Regions from separate parts of the Oryctolagus cuniculus genome. Here regions 2 and 3 are each linked to region 1. Evidence: chromatin contacts called from public Hi-C data. All regions are on one chromosome and are shown on one strand. The core of a region is the stretch at or near the end of the contact, and the rest is flanking DNA. Distances in the headings are between cores, read along the strand shown.

Evidence for each region. A called contact is a pair of places that touch in the nucleus more often than the background predicts.
Region 2: a Hi-C map of embryonic fibroblasts shows a contact between it and region 1, with 5 times the contacts expected there. The contact joins the enhancer-like site here to the promoter of ATXN1 in region 1. A contact is called at or near these places in 4 of 6 Hi-C or Micro-C datasets (ear pinna, embryonic fibroblasts, skin fibroblasts and 1 more).
Region 3: a Hi-C map of skin fibroblasts shows a contact between it and region 1, with 2.3 times the contacts expected there. The contact joins the enhancer-like site here to the promoter of ATXN1 in region 1. A contact is called at or near these places in 3 of 6 Hi-C or Micro-C datasets (embryonic fibroblasts, skin fibroblasts and an unstated tissue).

Annotation. Positions count from the first base shown.
Region 1 is chr5:144,048,581-144,052,144 of mOryCun1.1, forward strand. ATXN1 (ataxin 1) reads right to left here and starts at 1,816. Exons shown (of 7, transcript XM_051832601.2): 1 at 1,676-1,816. It overlaps LOC138849695, which reads left to right. Exons shown (of 2, transcript XR_011388744.1): 2 at 2,734-3,564.
Region 2 is chr5:144,389,370-144,392,933 of mOryCun1.1, forward strand. No RefSeq gene overlaps it. Among named protein-coding and RNA genes, the nearest start is that of STMND1, 19 kb to the right of the region's middle. Within about 2 kb of position 1,947, at least 1 of the 8 cell types and tissues checked has an H3K27ac peak or open chromatin away from gene starts, as enhancers often do.
Region 3 is chr5:143,742,392-143,745,955 of mOryCun1.1, forward strand. The region is part of intron 5 of ATXN1 (ataxin 1); the gene reads right to left. LOC138849697 (a long non-coding RNA gene) reads left to right here. Exons shown (of 2, transcript XR_011388747.1): 2 at 1-3,564. Among named protein-coding and RNA genes, the nearest start is that of GMPR, 190 kb to the left of the region's middle. Within about 2 kb of position 1,795, at least 1 of the 8 cell types and tissues checked has an H3K27ac peak or open chromatin away from gene starts, as enhancers often do.

The DNA.
Region 1 (3,564 bases), core at 566-3,065:
CTTCCGATGGCTTTTTTTTTCTTTTGCCCCTACTACTCTTCAGCAATTTCTCAACCTCCCGAAGTATTTATATTGCCCTCCTTGTAGGATTATGCACCAAGAAAGCAAAACAGGCACGGGATCGAAGCGGACCTCCTCGTCCTTAGAAGCTTTTTTTTTTTTTTTTTTTTGCTTTTTCTGGCAGCCTCTCCAGAACCATCCGACTTCCACCCCCCAACTAAGCTCCTTGCTCAATCTCCCTAGAAAACCTGAATTGTTTCAGCGCCCCCAGCCAAGCCCCCCTACGTGGTCTGAAATAAAATGAAAGCGCAAGCCGCGGAGTTTCCGCAGGCGGCCCGAGGGCGCGGGGCCGAGGACGCGGCAGGCGGCCCCGGGGGCGGCGGAGCCCCCTCCCGGCGCGCACTCGTACCCGCACCCCCATCCGCACCCGCACCCTCTTGCTCGTACCGCGCCGCGCGCCCACGCCGCCTCACCTCTCGCTCCGCCTGGCCGGCCGCGGCCCTGCCCCCTGCGGGACCGGCCTGCGCGCAGCACTGGAACCACGTAGGAGGCGGCGGCGGCGGCCGCGGGAGTGGCAGAGTGTCCGGCCCGGCCCCGAGCGAGCGAGCGAGCGGCGGGGCTCCGAGGCGCATCCCAAGCCCCGCAGCGCCTCCTCCTCCGCCGCCGCCGCCGCCTCTTCCCCTCCTCCTGGCTTCCCATTCACCCTCCCGGCAGCCGCGCAGCCCTTCACTCCCGGCGCAGGGCAGCGCCCGCCGCCGCTCCTCTGCTCCTGCCGCGGGCGCTGGCGGGGACGCGGGCCCGGGCTGGGGCGCTCGCGGGCTCCCGGCTCCGGGCGGCGGCGGCTGCACATGATCAGGAAGCGGCCGCACCAACAGGGCGGCGGTGGCGGCGGTAGCCAGGGCCGCCACCGCCACTCCAGCCCCGCTCCGGGCACCCTCACGCCTTGCGCCGCGCGCAAAGTCCGGCCCGGCGCCGGGAGCAGCCCTCTCCCAGCCCGCAGCTGCACGCCCCGGAAGGCCGGCTTCGGCGGGCAGACCCCCACCCGGGAGCGCCGGGGCCAGGCGACCACCGGCGGGGAAGCCTAGCCCTCCCGAGCCCCGCTCGCGCTCACCGCCCCCCTCTGGGGAGGAGGATCGCGAAGGAAGCGGCGGGGGGCAGGAGGACAGCGCGACCCCCAGCCGCCGCCGCCTCCCCGCTGCGCCACCCGGAGGGAGGAGGACATGGTTCTCCGCACTAGCGGCCGGACCGGCAACCGCCGGAGCGGGGCGCCGCCGCCGCTCTCGCCACCCGCGCCCCCCGCCCGGGCGCGCCCCCTCGCCCGGCGGGCGCCCACCCGGGGCCCTGGCAGTTCCCCCTGCGGGCCGCGTCGGCGCTCGGAGCTGGGGTCCTGGCCGAGAGGCTGGAGCTGGGGACGGTTGTATACACACACACACACATACACACACACACACACACATACACACACACACAACACGACGCGTCGGTTTCCCTCGCTCCTCTTCCAGCTGTTTTCCGTGCAGCCAATTGGGGTTTGGGGTTTGTTTGCTGGTTGTTGCTTTTGCCCCTCTCGGGGGAGCGGAGAGAGGGGCGGGGGGATTTTAATCTAAATAAGGGGCGAAGGGGATGGGGGAGGGGGGAGAAAGAACCAGAGGAGGAAAAAAAAATAGCCACTTACTGTAAAGTGTAAATGGATCTGGGGTTGCGTGGGGAGGGGGGACAGAGGGAGAGAAACAGTGTCTCGCGGCCGCTGTGGCTCTGGCTGCTGCTCCACGGGGCTTGTTTTGGATCCCCCTGCAGTGAACAGGTCCTGTACGGCTCCGCCACTGTAGTAGAAATGATGTCTGCGGTATACTCTGCTCTCTCCTCCTCCTCCTCCCCCTCCCGCTCGCCCTCCCTCCTCCCTCCGCCCGCCCTCCCTCGCGCTCGCTCGCGCTCGCTCGCTCGCTCGCTCGCTCCAGTATGTAAATGTGTAATAGAAGCCAAATATGGAGCAGTTGGCGGCCGCCGCCGCAGCTCCAGGATCCGACTTCATGGGGGGGGGAGGGGGCACCCCCTGGCAGGCGGCCCGGCGAGCCGCGCAGAGCACGGCGAGCGCACGGCGGCGGCGGCGGCCCGCGCCCTTAACCCTTCGGTGCGCGTCGCCGCCCGGGGACGCAGCCCCCGGGGAGCCCCGCGCCGGGCGGGCCCCCGAGGAGCGGGAGGGAAGAAGCGGGCCTCGGTGGGGGTAGGGCGGAGCGGAGTGGTGGTGGAACCGCTCCTTCCAGGTTCGGGAAAGGGGCGGGGAGTTGGGACGATGAGGTCATTGGAGCGGTGACCGGGCCGGGGGAGGGGGGTCCTTGAGCGCCTTCCCAGGTCCCGCCACCCAGTCGGAGGGTTGCAACTCGGGCAGCCTGGGGGTTTCTCCCAGCGAGTGTCGGGGGCTGTGAAGGACCCAGGGCGGGGCGGAGAGGTCGGCCGTTTCCCATCCGGACGTGCCCTTGCTCCCCGGCGCCGCGAGGAGCGGACCCGCAGGCTTGGTGTGCGCCTCCTCCACTGTACGCTAACCGGCAAGCACGGCTCGCTCCGGCGCCCCGGAACCCAAACCCTGGGTCCGCGGGGCTGGCTCCAGCGCGCAACTCTGGAAAGTTGAGAGGCTGAGTCCCGTTGCGCGAGGCAGCCTCACCGTTGCGGCCCCTGAAAGCTGGCGACCCCCGGGAGCCGCCCTCCTCTCTCTCCCTCCCTCTGTCTCTGCAGGTCGGGCGATCAGCTCCGGGCACCGAACTCCTCGGTGGCGCTAGGCTTTGACACACGACCTCCGCGCGCGCACGCGCCTGCGTGCGTCCCTCCCGCAGCTAATTCGGGATCATTAATTTCATCGGAAATGAGGTAACCAGCGGAGGAGGCAGAGAAAGCGAGAGGAGCACCCAACGGCGGTTCTTGCGAACCCGCGCCCAAGTACTTCCTCGGGACTTAGTCGGCAAGTGCGGTCCCCAGCCCCGCACCAGCCCGCGCCCAGCCAGGCCCGGCCGGCGCGCGCGCGCAAGGGGCGCACCTTGGCCCGCAGGTGCGGCGCCTGGAGGAAGGGAGCTGGCGGCTGCCGACGGTTCTGGAAGACCAGGAGGTGTTGGGACCGCTCTCGCCCTCCTGCAGGTGCTCAGCACGGAGCGTCTGGAAACACGATCCCTGTGTATCTTGCCTGCGAGCTGCGTTTGCGAGACCTTTTGGCTGAGTTTGCCCATGACCTAACAATTTAGTCACCGACCGAAGCGGGGTGCAGAGTCACCGAGAGAAATGCAACAACGCCGTATTGTGGAGCCGGAGTGCCTCCGAAATAAAAACCAGCGCTGCGAGCCTGGGAAACGCTTTTGTCCTCGCGTTTTTGCAATGCCATATCCGTATGCATGACTACTTAAATAGAACCACGACTGTTCTCTCTTGCTGGTTTCCACAACTTTTTTTTTTTTTTTTTTTTTTTTTTTTTTTTTTTTTCCCCATTTAAAAGTCAGCGATCGTGACGGTTTCAACCTCAGGGTGATCGTCGGTCTCATTACAGCCTCTAGTGGACAGTTAACATCACTTTCCTGA
Region 2 (3,564 bases), core at 697-3,196, 340 kb after region 1:
TTGACCATGGAGATATTCTACCAAGGACTCTAGACCTCAGTGTGCAGGCCATGGCTATGGTGGGTTGGGTAGCAAGGCATGAAAGACAATGACAAGAGGAGGAATCTGAAAGTGAGGGAGGCAGGAGTGGAAGCAAAGTAGGGTAACAGTCTGGAAAGTGTTGGAATTTGTAGAACAGTATCTTCAGCATCCTGGGTTCATTCTGTTTCATTGAAATAAAATTTCCTGGCAACACATCATCCCAGTATCTCAGGCCTTTTGTCCACATTGAATGATTATTGCATTGAAGTACAAATTGGTTTCAAATTGGTGAGCCACTGGTACAAACTGGGAGATCTTCTGCTTAAGTTTCTGTGACATGACTTGACCAAAGTACACTTGTGAATCCTTGGCATGTTTGCAAAGTCATGGTCAGAATTTTCTCATTTTAGACCCTGTTTTCCATCGGCAGATAGCAACACTGCAAACACACTGGAACAGATGCACCGAAGGACACCAAGAAGTAGATGAAGAGATGCAACCCTTGCCCTCAAGGATGCCACCATCTAGGGAGAAGGCAAACTCTTGAGAGGTCAATGGCAATGCAGTGACTAAGACAGTTGGGCAAAAGGTGCCTGAAAGTACAGAGGGGAGAGAAAATGCCATGGATGACGATTGTAATAGGAGCCTTCCAGGTGGAAGCAGATGAAGGAAGGACATTGCTGTTAGAAAGAGACACTGGGTAGGGGTCAGTGTTGTAGAACAGCGGATTAAGACACCACCTGCGATGCCAGCACCCCTTATTGGAGCACAAGTTCAGGTGCCAGCATCTCCACTTCCAATCCAGCTTCCTGTTAATGCACCTTGGAAATCAGTGGATGATGGCCTGAGTACGTGGGCCTTTGCCACCCATATGAGAGACCAGGATAGAATTCTTGGATCCTGGCTTTGACCTAGCCTAGCCCCAGCTGTTGGGGCCATTTGAAGAGTGAACCAGAGGATCTCTCTATGTGTCTCTCCCTCTGTCACTCTGATTACCAAATAAAGAACATAAATCTTAAAAGAAAAAAAAAAGACGTGGGACTAAGATATGGCAGAATGAGAGAGTGTTCTGAATTTATGCACTTATAAGGTAGTACTCTTCAGCTCCCATTCGTTGTTAGCATTGCCCATTTATTCCCACTCAGGGATAGTCGGTAATAAATTAGTGGTAGGGAGAGACAAGTGTTGGTAACCTCCTATCCCTATTCCCTGTAAAATATTCCCCCTCCAAATGAAACGACAATGGAAAATTCTGGCTGTATATATAACAGTCTCCCAAATTGCTTTACTCTGTCTTCTAAGCCACTGCAGGGAGCCTCTACACCTCCCTGTACCCGTGAAACCAAACCCCTTCCTGGGATGACAATGGCACCAGCTGCCAATCTCCTGCTATCCTGTCCATGGCAAACATCTCCCTAATCTGATTACAACCATATTATTAGACTCTATTCTCATCACCCTTTTTAGTATGTAGATGGGATTTTTGGTTTTTTCTAAAGGCTTAAAATAATTTTTACCCCTTTTAATGCCCTTTAAATGCATTTTCAATGAGTGTTACTCATTACGGGTGAGAAGTATTCCCCTCTGGCTCTTTTTAAAGGGCATTGCATTAAGGAGATAACAGATTTTGACAATTTATTAAGGAAGGGTTAAGTCCACAGATTACACTATGTCTGCTGGCACAGCATTTGTGGTAACATTTTATATTTATTTTAACATGTGAGCTTTATCATATAATGTCCTCATCTACCACCACCACCCAAGCAACCTACTGTGTGAGAGTTTCTGGGACAACCCATGGCTTTTCCAGTTACCCAGAAGAGATCAGAGAGTATCTTAGAAACAAAGTGGAATATGTATGTCTCCTTCTCCTCCCTCTCCCTCTCCTTCTCCCTCTCCCTCTCTCTGTCTCTGATCATGATAACCAGAAATGGAAAAGAACACCGAACCAAAAATAGTAGCACCATTTACTCTGACAGAATAGGAAGCCAGCAGTTTCTGCCTGTGAGTTTTCAGGATCTCAAGCAAGCAACACCTCTGTGACTCCTTTGAATCATCTGTCAAACAGAAGGGATGATATGGATGCCAATGTGTTTCCCTAAACAGGGGCCAGAATTAGTACAATTTCAAGTCCAATTTGTACAACTCTGAATTTCACCACAAGAAAGGCTTAAAATCGTGAAGCAGTCCACCAGTCCAATGGCAGGCAGAGACTGCTGCCGGCTTTGATAAAATTCTATTTATAGTCAGAATTCTGGAGTCACATTCACAATTGTGTATTAGATTTAAAAAAATGTGATCACTGTGTGCACCATTGAGAGTGTAGTTTAATAGAACACTGCAACACAGAAATGAACAGTCCTTAAGAGTTGGATGTTATGTGGGAAGGTAGAAAAGTCGCATGCTTGGGAGTCCAAAAATATGGTTCCTATTCTCTGCTGTTTCTTTGACTCTCACACCCACCATAGCCTAAGTCGTTAGCTCTCAATGTTGTTCATACAGGCACCCCTCTCTGCAAAGAGAAGCAAACAAACCACTTGCCCCGGAATTTGTGGGAGATCCTAGAGCCACCTTTTATAATGGTGATATCACTTGCAAAATATTCCGATTTCTATTTGAACTCGGTGTTTGGATCTATTTTAGGTGTTCTTGGTTTTTAAGGAGAGATGTTTTAGATTCATTATTGTCATCAAATATTTACCCTCCAGAAGTCAGTCCCTGCTTGGCCTGTGCCCTCGAGTTGGCAATAGCGCTGCTGCTATATATCTCAGAGTGGGAAGTGGACAGCAGCAAGGTACAAAGACAGATGGTTCCTAGTTTATGCTCCACATAGGTTCTCCACTCTACCATGGTATGAAACTGACATGTGTTCAGTAGAAACCAGGCTCGGGACATTGAACTTGGCCCTCTCCTGGGCTAGCACTGCACAGTCCTTTCCTGTCCTGTGCTGAGGGCCAGCAGCAGTGACTGCTGCTCCCAGGCAGCCTTGTGGTCATAAGGGGAAATCACCAACATTCTTCAGTGCCTTGTGTTGCTGAGCTGGGATGCACAGCGGGTTAGGTGCATTCATAATGTTTTCAACTTAAGAGAGTGTATCGAGACATAACCCTGTCGTAAGTCAAGGGGCTTCTCTACATTGATGTTTTTTAAAAAGTTGTAACCTCTGGATAGGCTTTGTGATACAGCCCATTAAGCCCCTGCCTGAGACACTGGCATCCCATGTTGGAATGCCTACTTGAGTCTTGTCTACTCAACGCTTCTGATCTTGCTTCCTTAATGCACCTGGGAGGCAGCAGATGGTGGCCCAAGTACTTGGGTTCCTGTCACCCATGTGGGAGACCTGGATACAATCCCTGGCTCCTAGCTTTAGTCTGGTTGTTTGGGCAGTGAACCCACAGAAGAATGATCTCTCTCTCTCTCTCCCTCTGTCTCTCCCCTTCTCTCTGTTACTCTGCATTTCAAATAAACAATATGTGTTTTTTAAAGTTCTATCCTCAGGGATAGAAGACCCAAATGGAGTTTTTGGTTCCAATCCTGGCTGTT
Region 3 (3,564 bases), core at 545-3,044, 310 kb before region 1:
GAGAAAGCACTCGGTAAGTATTTGTTCAATGATTAGAAGTGCTTGAAATTACCCCTTAATGGTAGGATACAAGGGCTTTGTTTCGCCTGCCCTGTGCAACCACGTACAGTACAGTCTGAGCACCACCTAGCCAGACTAAAGCATAAGAGAAAGTCCACACCAGATTTGTGTCTAGGCATCCAGACCACTCCTGGGCCTTTAACACTTTGAGTGGAGAGAAGTCTAAAGTACTCTTGCATGCATGCAGGGTTTCTTAATTCCATTTTGATAGTAAGTCTCTGTATCTTTAATAGTTGCTAACTCATGTTTGTTTTTGTTGTAAGGGCTAAGGAGATAGTGGCACTCTCCAGAAGTTGGATTCTTAGTAATCTGTTAAGTATAACCTCTACTCTGCCCACAGTGGACCAACGAATATTGACAAGCTTGTGCCAAAATCAAAATAAAGCTATCCCATCATTTCAGTGCATTAATTCAACATCCTTTCATTAGAAAAGCTACAGTTCCACTCTTTTGTTTTAACGTATAAACATAAGGTCACTCCACGTCCATCAGCGTGCAGGTTCAGAGCTGAGAACCCTACTACAGCGTTGTTATGTCCTAGGTGCATGCAATCACTGGCTTAGGCCAGGTCCTACAGCCTGAGTTCTTGTCTGCAGTGGGCTTGGCATACAACAAGAACTAAATGTGTGGCTTCAAATGGTGTAACAAAATTGAATTCTTGGCATGCAGCTATCAAAGGTACCATCCTTATGGTAGCCACATGCCAGAGAAGAAATCCACAGTCTAAGATTAGACTCCTCATGCAAAACAAAGTAAATGCGTTCTTTCTGAAACTGCACAGGGACGGGCCCTCCGGCTTACAAATTTCTTTCCTTCTCCTTTAAGGACGTCAATGGGCATCTCATTAATGTTATAATTTGAGAAGTGTTTTCTGCCTCTACTAGAAGATTCGCACTGGAGGAAAATATCAGACTTACCAATGAAAAAAGGCAAATTGTTTCATGTTATTAATGATTTCTGCTTTAAATCAAGCCACTTCTACTCTTTAAGTAAGTTTGAGTAGGTAAGTTTGACCAAAGAAATATCCTGAAATTACAAGGTAACTTAAAAAAAAGTCTTGTTATTATTTCCAACTCCTTAGGAGCCAGGATTTCCTCAGGCCTGTGCAGTACCATTAAAAACAAAAAAGAACCAATGACAGCAAAACAGAATAAATTGGAAACCAAAGTTAGAGAACACTGCAGCTCCTGCCCATAAACTCATTTCAGATTTCTATGTTCATCACAAAACCTCACTGTTCTTTTTGAAGTTATACATTTTATGTCAGCATGATACAGTGAAATCTAATAGACATTATGCTAACAAAATTTGCCTTTATCAGTTTTATATATTGAAATTTCACCTAAGATTGTGTTTGAAAAACAAGCTGCTACAAAAAATATTTGTAAAAGTACCAAGTAAAGGTAATGAATGAGATTTGGCCTCGGTGGGGGGAGGGAGGATTATAACCATAACTCTGCAATGTCTAGATAAAGGAAATAGAAGAAAAGAACCTGTCCCTGATAGCGAACACTTGGACACAATAATCTCATGGCCCACTTGATCTCCCTCTTCTTTTTCACCTCTCAGGGTCAAGCCGGCAACATCTGGAACAGTCTGTGGTGATGGGTCTGCACATGGGGACGGGTCCTTAGGGAAGGGGGTATAGGAGGAGTATTCACTCAGCGGCACTGATAACACAGCCCCTGCCCTCCCCTCCCCATCTGGGGCGCTCTGGTTCAAGGAAGGAATGTGCTGTGGTACAGAAGGCATGGGTCTGTGACTCAGACTTGGGCTGCAAGGCAGAGTGTTTATCATTAGCATGGTTACTCTGCGCTGACTCACTCCCATCCTGTTGAGCTTCTCTTATCTGCCACCGGGGAGGCTAAGTGTTTGCTGAAATTCCTCAGTAGTTCACACATCCACAAAATAACATATAAAACTCACCTTGCACCATACTAACTGATCAATACAGAGCTTCCTTCCTCCTTGGGGTCTTGCACAGTGGACCAGGCTGCTCCACCAACAGAGATCAAGGTCTCACAGTGGGAAAGGACTTTCCAGGAGAGGGATGGAGCCAAGCCCCTGTCCTGAGCTTCTGGCAGGGGCTCTTCCAGAAATCGAGGCATCCTAACAGCTCTGAGGCCCATTCAGCAGCCACCTGCGAACTCACCTGATCCCAGAGGATCCAAAGGATACCAATGTGGGGAACAGGGCTAAAGGAGAGGAAGATTTCTCCAAGAGCCCACCCGGTGGGGGACAGAACAGCTGCTCCTGGGTAGCTGCAAATCATGAATCACGAATCCTTTCATTTAAGTCCAACTCAATCTCTTCTAAGCATTAAATGGAGGCACCTTCTCTCCACATTTAAAAGCAGGCATTTGCCACTTCAGCTGTACAAATTATATAGGATTGAAAATAGTATGGCTGAAAGAAACATGAAGTTTGTAATTAGAGTTCTCTCTCTCTCTCTTTCTGTTCTTCCTCCCCTTCCCGAGGCAAACAGGAACAAAGTGAACAGAAACATGGTTGTTTAAAAGGTTAAAAGGTTGTCACCCCCGGCTTCTATCTTTAGTCTTGCACTCTTTGTCTTTTTGAAGACACAGGAGGTACATATCCGCTGTGTACAGAGGGTTCAGGGCTCTGTCTCTTATTGGCACCATCTCTGGGGCAGTTCACTGAGGGGGCCAACTGTCACCTGGAGCCCCCTTGTTTTTGCCCCCTGCAACTTAGTTAAGGAACAAGAGGGATGCCTACTACAGTGAAGAGATTCTGCAAACAGCAAACGGCAGCCACAGAGGGAAGACTGGGAATTCCAGGGTAAAACAGTTGAGTGACTCCTGAGGACAAGGACTGTATTTTTTTTTCTCCTGGTGCAGGGTATAATGCTGGCATTCACTGAGTATCTGGAGTTTCAATACTTGCAGGGCTAATTATGTGATGTTCAGATGACAAATACAGTTGTGAATCCGTAACTACTCATGACTTTTAAGAGAATGAACTTTTCTGGATTTTGCATAGAATAAGATTAAATTCAGCTGACAAAATGAGAAGATTTAGGCGTCTAAATCTCACATTCCAATGAGTACCTATTAATCTGCAGAGGAAAAAATTAAATCTTTCTTTAAAACCAAATAGGATGAAAGTTTCTGAGAATTCATCTGTGAATCAAAACCAGAACAGAACGACCAAGGAGCATTCAAATGAAGGTTTTGGTTTTTTTTTAAGAGAGATTGCTGATTTTTCCCCTCTCGTTTGGTGTGAGATTTTGGACACTATTTTCTTTCAAAAGGCTGGTGTCAAAAGTATTTAAAGTATCTACATAAACATGTCTTTTCATATCCTCTGGATCCTACAGTACAGCCTTCTAGCACTAGCACCCCAAATTTTGTAATCACAGGTGGGTTTATACTTTGTGATTTTATCTTTTGAAAATGTTAGGCAAGTGATTCCCCTTCAAACTCCATTACTGATTCAGAATTTCGAGATCTAGAATTCCAAGATTCTGACCATGTTTAGCTGGCT